Regions from separate parts of the Capsicum annuum genome. Here regions 1 and 3 are each linked to region 2. Evidence: chromatin contacts called from public Hi-C data. All regions are on one chromosome and are shown on one strand. Each heading gives the region's core, a stretch centred on a gene start, on an enhancer-like site or on the middle of the called end of the contact. The rest is flanking DNA. Distances are from core to core; before and after follow the strand shown.

Region 1 (3,171 bases), core at 182-2,681, 110 kb after region 2:
ACATTTTGGAAAGAGATAATACATCAAAATCTTTCCTAAACTTGTCCTCCCAACTCACTTTAACACTTAAACTTAACTTTCATTTATTTAACCCCTTAACATTTTTAAAGTGAATTCTTTTCATCCCTCAAGTTGACGTGAATTTAAAACAAAACGTGTTTTTTAATTTTAAAACTGATATGGCCCCTCTTTTTTTAAAATATATATATATATAAATCCACCCCTTACCTCTCATCCCATCCGATCTTCATCTTCTTCATGCCCCCTCGCCCCCCTCCCCACCCCCCACCCCCATTTTCTTGTATTCCTTCTTACCATCCATCCCAATTTCTTTTCTCCTTCTTCTAACTCTCCATCTCCACTTCCATTATCTTCATTAATTTCTTCAAAAAGGAAAAATGTGTGTGAAAAGTTATAAATTTTAATGGGTTAAACTTTGTTGTTGAATTAATTTCTTGTCGAATTTGTGGTTGATGTTCAAATTGATTATTGGTGTTTTCTGATGATGATGTAAAGTTGTACTTGAATTTTGAGTTTGATTGGTATAAATTTTGCTAGTTTAATTTTGTATCCGTCATTGTTGAAGCTTGAAAAAACTTGAAAACAAAAAAAAAAATAAGTTCATTAAAATCATGATTGATATCTAAATTGATTATTAGAGTTTTCTAATGATGTTGTAAAGTTGTGCCTAAAATTTGAGTTTCTTCAATTGGTGGTTTGATGAAGGAATAATTGGTGTTTCTTGAATTGATTGTTTCTTGAATTGGTAATATGTTTTAAGTTTGAAAGGATAGAAAATGGAGGTGAGGGGAGAGGTGGGGTCATTTGAAGAAGATAGAAGGAGGGGGAGGAAGGGGGCTACGTTGTAGGGTAAGGGGCAGGGTGGGCGGGGTAGGTGGGGGTTGTGACGAAGAAAGAAAATTTGGGGGGGGTGGACGGTGTCTTTTTTATTTTATATATATATTTTTTTTATTTTTTTAAAAAAATATATGTAAAAATAAAGTGTGGGGATTAATTTTTTTTAGAAAAATCGAACTTTTTATGTGGCTTTGATATGACAGTGATGTGGCAGTGAATGTGATACACTCTTCCTCATGAGAGTGGTATTAAATATTAAGGGATGAAAAAATTTACTTTAAAAAATATTAAGGGGTAAATAAATGAAAATTAAATTTAAGTGTTAAAATGAGTTGAGAGAGCAAGTTTAAGGGACTTTTGATTTATTATCTCTTTTGAAAAAGCGTGAAGGATTAAACATTGTCCCGTACATATTTAGAAACTTTTTTGAACAAACATACAAGATCATTTTGTCATTTTCTCTGCGATATTTTTTCACCACTTCTTAATATATGGGTGAAAATCAATCTTGTTAAGCGAAGAGGAAGCAGGACTTGCTGCCTTCTTTTTTAGGGCTCTATAAGTGATAATTGGATATTCAACAATTTCATAATCACAATTGAGTCGCCCCATGCTATTCACAATAACTTCATAAATTTCTTGTCTCAAATAACTTACTGTCGATCCTTTTAATTAGCCTATTGCTTTCTTATTAATAGTTTGGTACTTGTGAATTTTCAGTGGTAGATTGAATTTCACCAAAAACGATTGATTTACTTATAAAGAGACTTAGAAAAAAGTGAGACCCAACTGAGTTTATCCTAGACAGGAGCCACCTACACGTAGTTAAAAATGAGTCAATAACTCAAATGGTCATTCAATTTTAGATTTTTATCCCAGAAAGTCACTCAACTTTAAATTTTTATTTCAGAAAGTCACTCAACTTTTATATTTTTACTTAGAAAGAAAAATGTGAAAGTTGAATGACTTTCTGAGTAAAAATATAAAAGTTGAATGACTTTCTTAGTAAAAATGTGAAAGTTGAGTGTTTCTGAGTAAAGATCAAAGTTGAGTGACTTTCTAGGATAAAAATCTAAAATTAAGTAACTTTCTGGAATAAAAGTTCAAAGTTAAGTGACCATTTAAATTATTAACTCAGTTAAAAATTAAGAGAGAATGATATCTTTTTTAAGAGAATCCATCAAGCAGGTTGCTTAAGCTTATCTTTTAACAAAAATATTTTTATTCAAGTTTAAAAGTTAGAAACTCCACAAATACAACCCCTCACCCTCCTAAAAATTGCAGGAAAGAAAGTTCCAGCTAAGGGTCATTTGCACGAATATCCCTATTCTGGGATTGCTTTAGTTTTTGCCACTCATTCAGCACTTCAAGTAATGAAGAAATGATCGAAAATACTCCTGATATCAAAAAAAATAAAAAATAAAAGTCATAAAACAGAAGTTTATATTTTTGCATCATTGTATAATGCAAGATATATTGTTCAAGGCAAAATAAGTTATGGTGCTTAATTTCTAAACAAATGTAATATTAATTTCTACAGAACAAATGTAATAGAGGCATAACTCTCGGTTCAAATTATTGTGTCTCAGGGGCGGCTCAAGCACATTGGTGGCCTAAGGCGAAAATTAAATCGAGGCCTTAAATTTTTAAGGAAAATTACTTTAGTTAATAAAGTCTATATTTTAAATTTTGAGATGCAAAGTTGTAAATATTATAGATAATTCTTTTTATTTTTTTCGTAAATATAACTAATGCATTTAATCTTTATAGAGACACACTTTAAATACATCAAAATTCTTCTAATAAATTTTTACTTTTATATAATAAATACTTTTTTCTACAAATAATATTTAATAATTTTTTAATAAAAACCTATAATCTATTATTGCTAAAAAAAATAAAAACAAACCTTGAGAGCCTTAGGCGGTTACCTTTTCTTTTATTAGGTAGAGCCGGCACTGTTGTGCCTTAAGAATTTCATAATCCATTAGTTATGCTTTATAGACATAACTTAATTCCTAGAGCAAAAGCAAAAGTTGTACTTAGTTTCAAAACCCACAAAATTGTGCCATAAGTTCTGTAAAGAGTTTTGCCTTGTGAATTAGATACTACATGACTTATGTCGGATAAAATAAATTTTTACCTTATGAAACTAGGTCATAATTGAGGATATTTTGGCGCACAAACTTTCATTAGGATTAAAGAAAAGTTACATCACAACACTAATTATCTTTTCATATTTACGTAATATCTCATATCTTTTAATTTATAACTATATCCATCTCATATTTTAAGTAATGTATCTTAGATAAT
Region 2 (3,238 bases), core at 679-3,178:
AGAGCAATTTTGGGCACCAGATGATATAGTCTCATTGGCTGGTGATTACTTAAGAGAATTTAGGATACAGTCCAACGAAACCAAATATATGTAGTTAGAAATGGAACCACAAATAATGTACTAACTGATTTTTTAAAAGAACGAAACAGAATTCACTCCTGCTATTTAGAACATAAGCGACATACATGAAAAAAATCAAACGAAGCAGGTTATGCTCTCCTCAAATGGACATGAATTCTTTTCCTCAGGTGATTCAACACCTTAAACTATTTTATTTGCTAATTTTGGAAATAGCAACAGGATATGTAAAAGCAGAATTTTAAGTGAGCGGCCAAGCTACTTTAAACAATCATACACGCAACAGGCAATAACCTTTTCCTACTCGGCATCCAAGACTAATTAAGGAACGATTTTTTAAAGGAATCAACCTTCCTTTTGATTTACTGCTATTATGCAAACACTTCAACAAGCATATAACGATCTCAAGCCAAATCCTTAATTCTACCTTAGAGCTAGAAGTTTATAAGAAAACCTTTCCATTCTAGCGTGGAAGCTGAAAACTCCGATCAAGTTCACAAACCATTCAAGACACGCCAACCAATGGATGTCATATTCAATTATTCAAGCAAAAAATTACAAAATTTTGTGATGGACAACCAAGAATCTGTAAAGTTTTGAGCTTTCTGAGATAATTTTCAAACAAAATTAAGGCTGCCAGAACCTTGTGAACACACAAATAAAACAGGGTCACATCTGAGTCACTATCACCATGTTGAAAGTATCACACAAATAAAACAGGGTCACATCTGAGTCACTATTACCATGTTGAAAGTATCAGAACCGTCGCACTAACCTCAAAACAGACCACTGAACATGAATCAAAAAGAAGAAAAAAAACTTTTAGTTTTTATAGAGCTTATTCGGGCTGATTCACATTCACAAACAGTTTATAAGCATACCACTAAATATATATGAAACCAACTGGTGCAATAGATGTCAGCTTCGAGTTCACCTTTAAAGACACGAAACAAAACACCCATTTATTTGATAAAAAAAAAAACTGTATAGGTTTATTCAAGAGAAATCGCAACTAAAATATTTAACAAATACATAATCTAAAGTGAGGGAACGACCAACAATTTTTCATTTCATGCTTATATATAGAATCAACCAGTAAATTCAAACGATCAACGAATCATAAAAATCAAATATAATATAATTAGACGATATAGAATTTACATTGTGTGGGGCGGCGAACTAGAGCGTTCACGTTGGCGATTCGAACTTGAACTTGAACTTCGTATGCAAATGATGTAAAGCAACAAGAGTAAGGAAAGTGTAAAAAACTGTAAATAGATAAAACCGAGTGAAAAAGTATGGTAGGCTCAAGAAATTCCCCAATTTGCTACCACTTCCACCATATCCTAAAGGTGAAAAAGAGCCCCCTTTTATAGGCAAAAATGGAACGGTTATTTGGAGGAGCCTGAGAATTTGAAATTTGAATTTTAAAAAGTGATAGTTTGGTGAAGGAAAATCACCTTTTCAGAAGGAATTTGAAAGATTGTGACTTGGTTGAATTTTGATATAAACGATTTGAGTTCTTCAAATGGAGCTATTCCTATTACCCACCGAACTGAAGGAATAGAAGGGCTATTAGCTACTGAATTCTCACACTCCTTCCTTCATAAGGTTAAATTGACCTCTTGGAGAGTTTGACAACTCACTTCCACAAAAGAAAAGTTGAAAAGATATGAATGAAAAGTGATGATGGTGATGGAAAGACAGAGATAAAAGAAGAGAAGAGAGGTGGTGACCACCAGAATTTGCCATTATTCGGTGGTCTAATCGTTGGTCGGCAGTCAAAGGAGGGTAGCCATGGATAGACGGTAAATTTAGTTGTGTTGGAACGATGGAAAAAGGGGGAAAAGGTATCAGGTTAGATATTAGTTATTGGGTCGGGTCAAGGGATGATTGGGCCTAAATTTGGCTGGAACTGAGGTGGGCTAAAATTGGATTAGTGGGTTGTAAATTTCAAGCACTGAGTGTTCACAAATTCATCTAAAGTCCTTGTCAAATTTGACACTTTAATTAAGAGAAAATTATCCCCTATAGTATTAGATCTAAAATAATAAATTTTAGCAATACTTTTAGATAATTGCATTAATAGTAATTTAGTTACAAATTATAGTAACTTATTAAAAGATATATTATTTTAATTGTAATTAAAATATGTATTATTTTAATTGTATTTTCAAAATTTATTTTTAATTATATAATTTAAAATCAATTTCATATTTATAGGGTTGTAATCAATATTCCCCTTAAATTGTGTATTGATAATTATGGTAAATATATATTCTCTCTCTCTATTCTAATACTCAACCTTTCAAAAATTTATTGAAAATCTGATTCCATTAACTTACTCATAGAATATTCATATTCTTCCCTTGAAAATACAAGATTGAAAAAAAGTGGGTTTCATATAATATTCATCTTTTTCATTGAAAAAAGTGGGTTTAAGATAATATTCATCTTCTTTTCGAAAAACATAAAATTGATATATTTATTTTTTTCATTCTCCATTGTGAATCATGTCTAAACCAAAATTCGATTCTACTCCTTCGCGTAGAAGTCCTAGAATATTCAACCAACGATTTGTTCCATTGTGAATCATTATTCAACCAACGATTGTTCTCCTTCATAAGAAATTCTCTTTCTTCTATTTTTCTTTTGTTCTTTAAAAATAATATGATATAAGGAGTATTGTTAATTTCTTTATTAAATACTCATTGTATATAACAATAAAAGATATGTCAATGGATATTAGAGAAAAATATTGAACGATCAGTTTGTGTTGGTAACAATATAAATAAGGATTTAAATATAGATTGTAACTTTCGTAAGAATAATATAGTGGAAATTATCTTTTATATATATACTTATTAAACTGTTTTGTTTATCAATTTTGTATAAAATCAGTATGAAATAAGTATAATGATTGCAGAAATTGGTATAAAAATCGACTTTCACTAAATATTATTTGTTATTATTTATTTTAGTGTATGAAATAAATATACAAACTTGTATTTTTTGAATTATTTCATGTATGAAACCAGTATAATATCAATATTACATTCAAGATTTATAAAATAGTTTCTTACATGTTATATTTATATGGAATGAGTATAATGTGATTGTGATATTAAATTAAGAAGATATACTTAAGATTATAAATTGA
Region 3 (2,989 bases), core at 47-2,546, 94 kb before region 2:
CATTTAACTATTCAAGACTGCACAAATATGACCTCTCCAAGTCAGTCCTTTTAACGACGTGGCACCGTGTGATTGGGTTACCTTTCCACGTAGGCGCGAATGAGACTCACGCATGGGGTTGCAAAATCGGAGGTCATATTTGTTCAGGTTTTGAATAGTTAAAGGTCTTATTTGTGCACTATCAAAGTTTAAGGTCAAAGTTATAATTTAGTGTCAAGTTTAGGCTCGTTTTTATGTATTAACTATTTTTAAAAGTACCTACCAATTCCTTTATTTTCGTTTCCTTCGGTGTTGTTTGATTTTCCTTTCTTCTCTTTCATATTATATTTGTTTCTTGTCACTTTGGAACAGCTGCTTTGTTTGTTTAGTTCACAAAGAGAATGTAAGTTTCCCTATCTGTAACAGAAAGAAGCGAATTAAACCGACGTGCCAACACATACATGGATTGACAATGGTAGCATGTATATATTAACCGAAGCATGTTGCAAAGAGAACCAAGATACAATGTTGGAATTTTATCTTTAAAAGTTCTAACATACATAGCTTGTACAGTAGCTAGAATTTTATACGTAGGAAAATGTCTAGTGTACCAAAGTTTCACTTGTAAAAGCTTTGAAACATGTAGGAGTTATTCCATGTTTAGCTAGGAATAATTTTTGTCCAAAACTTCTTTTTTCATGTCGAAAGGCTTAAATACTAATAGCTTTTAAGACCAACGTACCACCGAATTGCTGCTCTATATTAATTTCTTAAGTAATTTTATGAGAGCAAAAGGCTCCAACAGCTATCCCAGTGTGTTGCATAAGAACAACTCATATTATTGTACATAGATGTCTTTTCGTAATGGATGACCCTTGAAACCATAATCTGTTGATATACGGCATCGATCCAGATGATTGATAGAGAAAAGCCAAACATATCCCAAACTCACCGGCCGGCTGATGAAAATAGACCGACTACCGGAGATATTCATGTTACTTCGTCTGCACCGGTTTGTACATGAATGCATGAGTTATACCGCATACTCAGTAAATCATAGACCACTTCAAATCTTTGTTTTCAAGAGGGATAATCAACTCCGCAAATATCGATTGAAACTTGAACCTTTTTTTCTTTTAGTAAAGGCGGATTACGCCAAAAAATCTTTTTTTTTTTTCGAACAGTCTCAACGTCCTCGTTGAGAGTCGCTCTGCGAAACGTCATAAAACCCAACTAATAACGCTACACCCTCTTAAAACATTTCAAATTTATGTACGATGATACCAGTGATTATCGTCAGATCTGCGAAAAATTCCTGGTGGCTCCAAGTCAATCAAACACAAATGAAATTGGAGAAGATTAATGAGAAGTGTACGTTCACTAGAAGCCTCGTTTGGCAGGTGCAGTGCTACAGCTGTTCTGACAGGAAGTACTCAACTAACAACTCTACATTGGCACACAATGCCCTCTCAAGTGAGACAAACAATCCATAAAATCCTTCCAGAGCTGCCTGATCTACCTTCAAGTAGTTGTATCTTTCGAGCGGGATAATTTACAGCCTGATCTTCTCATTTCCCAGTTAATTCAGATATATTATAATTCATCTTCCATCTCATCTGGTACGTGCAATTTTTCGATGGCAGCCTGATAGAAAACGAGGAAACAGTGAACAGGTCAGAGATCAGCTAGTATAATTTGAATCAGTTTTGACATAAAATAGCCCCAAAGCATACTTGAGATTGCAGGACACGCGCATTAGCACAATGTAGAAACGAAGGGGTGAAGAACAAAAGAGTAAAAGGCCCAGAGAAGAAAAGAATCATCGTGCTCTAACTGGTTGAAAAAATTACCAGAAGCACATTTGATCATATATATACACACGTGCATGAGTGGGCAAATGGGCAATCACCTTAATGGTTGCAACATCAGTTGCAGATGGTTTTAAATCTAATGCTACTCCAAAATGAAGCATGGCTTTGTCGTACATATTACATCTCTTGTATATCCTACCCATCAAAGCATAGACACTGCTCTCACGAGGAGCATGCTCTTTAAGCTCCTCTAAGACATCTAAAGCAGCATCAAAACTTTCCATGCTCACAAGAATGTTAGCCTTCTGATACATTGGAAGAGGGTTTTTCTTGTCTGCTACGATAGCCAGCTCCATCACTTCCAGTGCCTCCTCATTTTTCTGTCCATCCGTAAGAGGCAGATTAGATTTAAATTAAGAACAACATCCTGTGTTTCAGCATAAAAATCATAACAGAAAACTACCACACCTTCAAAGCGTGTAATGAAGTGCCGAGATATGACATGATAACAGAAGAATATGGATTTATGCCCAAAGCCATTCGAAAGTGATGCTCTGAAAATTCAAACTTCTCCTGTCGGAGATAGATCATTCCAAGCCCATACCAGGCATTGTAATGCCTGGCATCCACACGAAGTGCACTTTGATAGCTCTTAATAGCATTTTCAAAATCTTCTAAAGCAACATATCTGAAAAATATAGACAGTGAGTCAAGCTTATAAAGAAATTAACGATCCACCTCTCTAGAATCAAAAGAATAGAAATGCCGGGTTCACGTTTTGCCAATAAAGAAGGGAATGCTTGAGAAAAGGAAGGAATGTGCCATACTCATGACCACAAAGCGTGTGCCCGTATGCAAATCTAGGATTTAGTTGTACAGCTCGTTGAAAGTTTCTAAGAGCAGTTTCATGGTCTTTCTGTAAACTATAGCGATTCCCCATAGCACACCTGCCATACCATGAATAAAATATTACCAACTATGTCATAATCAAGAGAACAGATGATACTGGTTTTTCTGTTTAGCTCCAACTACTATTTGCAACAGTGTTATGGATGCGTGGAAGTCAATTAATCAAGTATTTAATTATATTTTAAAGTAGCTTTCGTTATTATTAGAATAGGATTTATGTTTTATAGTTTCACAATGATTAGGGTTAGCTATAATTATTAGTTTAGAATAGGGTTCATGTTTCTTACTTC

Evidence for each region. A called contact is a pair of places that touch in the nucleus more often than the background predicts.
Region 1: a contact with region 2 is called in a Hi-C map of leaf, with 2.6 times the contacts expected there. The contact joins two enhancer-like sites. A contact is called at or near these places in 4 of 5 Hi-C or Micro-C datasets (bud, leaf and placenta).
Region 3: a Hi-C map of leaf shows a contact between it and region 2, with 3 times the contacts expected there. The contact joins two enhancer-like sites. A contact is called at or near these places in 5 of 5 Hi-C or Micro-C datasets (bud, leaf, pericarp and 1 more).

Annotation. Positions count from the first base shown.
Region 1 is chr2:82,996,606-82,999,776 of UCD10Xv1.1, reverse strand. No RefSeq gene overlaps it. Among protein-coding and RNA genes, the nearest start is that of LOC107858668, 120 kb to the left of the region's middle. Within about 2 kb of position 1,431, at least 3 of the 5 cell types and tissues checked have an H3K27ac peak or open chromatin away from gene starts, as enhancers often do. A contact at or near this core is called in leaf, where this site is marked.
Region 2 is chr2:83,111,156-83,114,393 of UCD10Xv1.1, reverse strand. No RefSeq gene overlaps it. Among protein-coding and RNA genes, the nearest start is that of LOC107858668, 9.3 kb to the left of the region's middle. Within about 2 kb of position 1,928, at least 5 of the 5 cell types and tissues checked have an H3K27ac peak or open chromatin away from gene starts, as enhancers often do. A contact at or near this core is called in bud and leaf, where this site is marked.
Region 3 is chr2:83,204,283-83,207,271 of UCD10Xv1.1, reverse strand. It overlaps LOC107858665 (cell division cycle protein 27 homolog B), which reads right to left. Exons shown (of 15, transcript XM_016703422.2): 12 at 2,618-2,737; 13 at 2,259-2,478; 14 at 1,889-2,170; 15 at 1,309-1,623. The coding sequence ends at 1,573. Among protein-coding and RNA genes, the nearest start is that of LOC107858665, 19 kb to the right of the region's middle. Within about 2 kb of position 1,296, at least 4 of the 5 cell types and tissues checked have an H3K27ac peak or open chromatin away from gene starts, as enhancers often do. A contact at or near this core is called in bud and leaf, where this site is marked.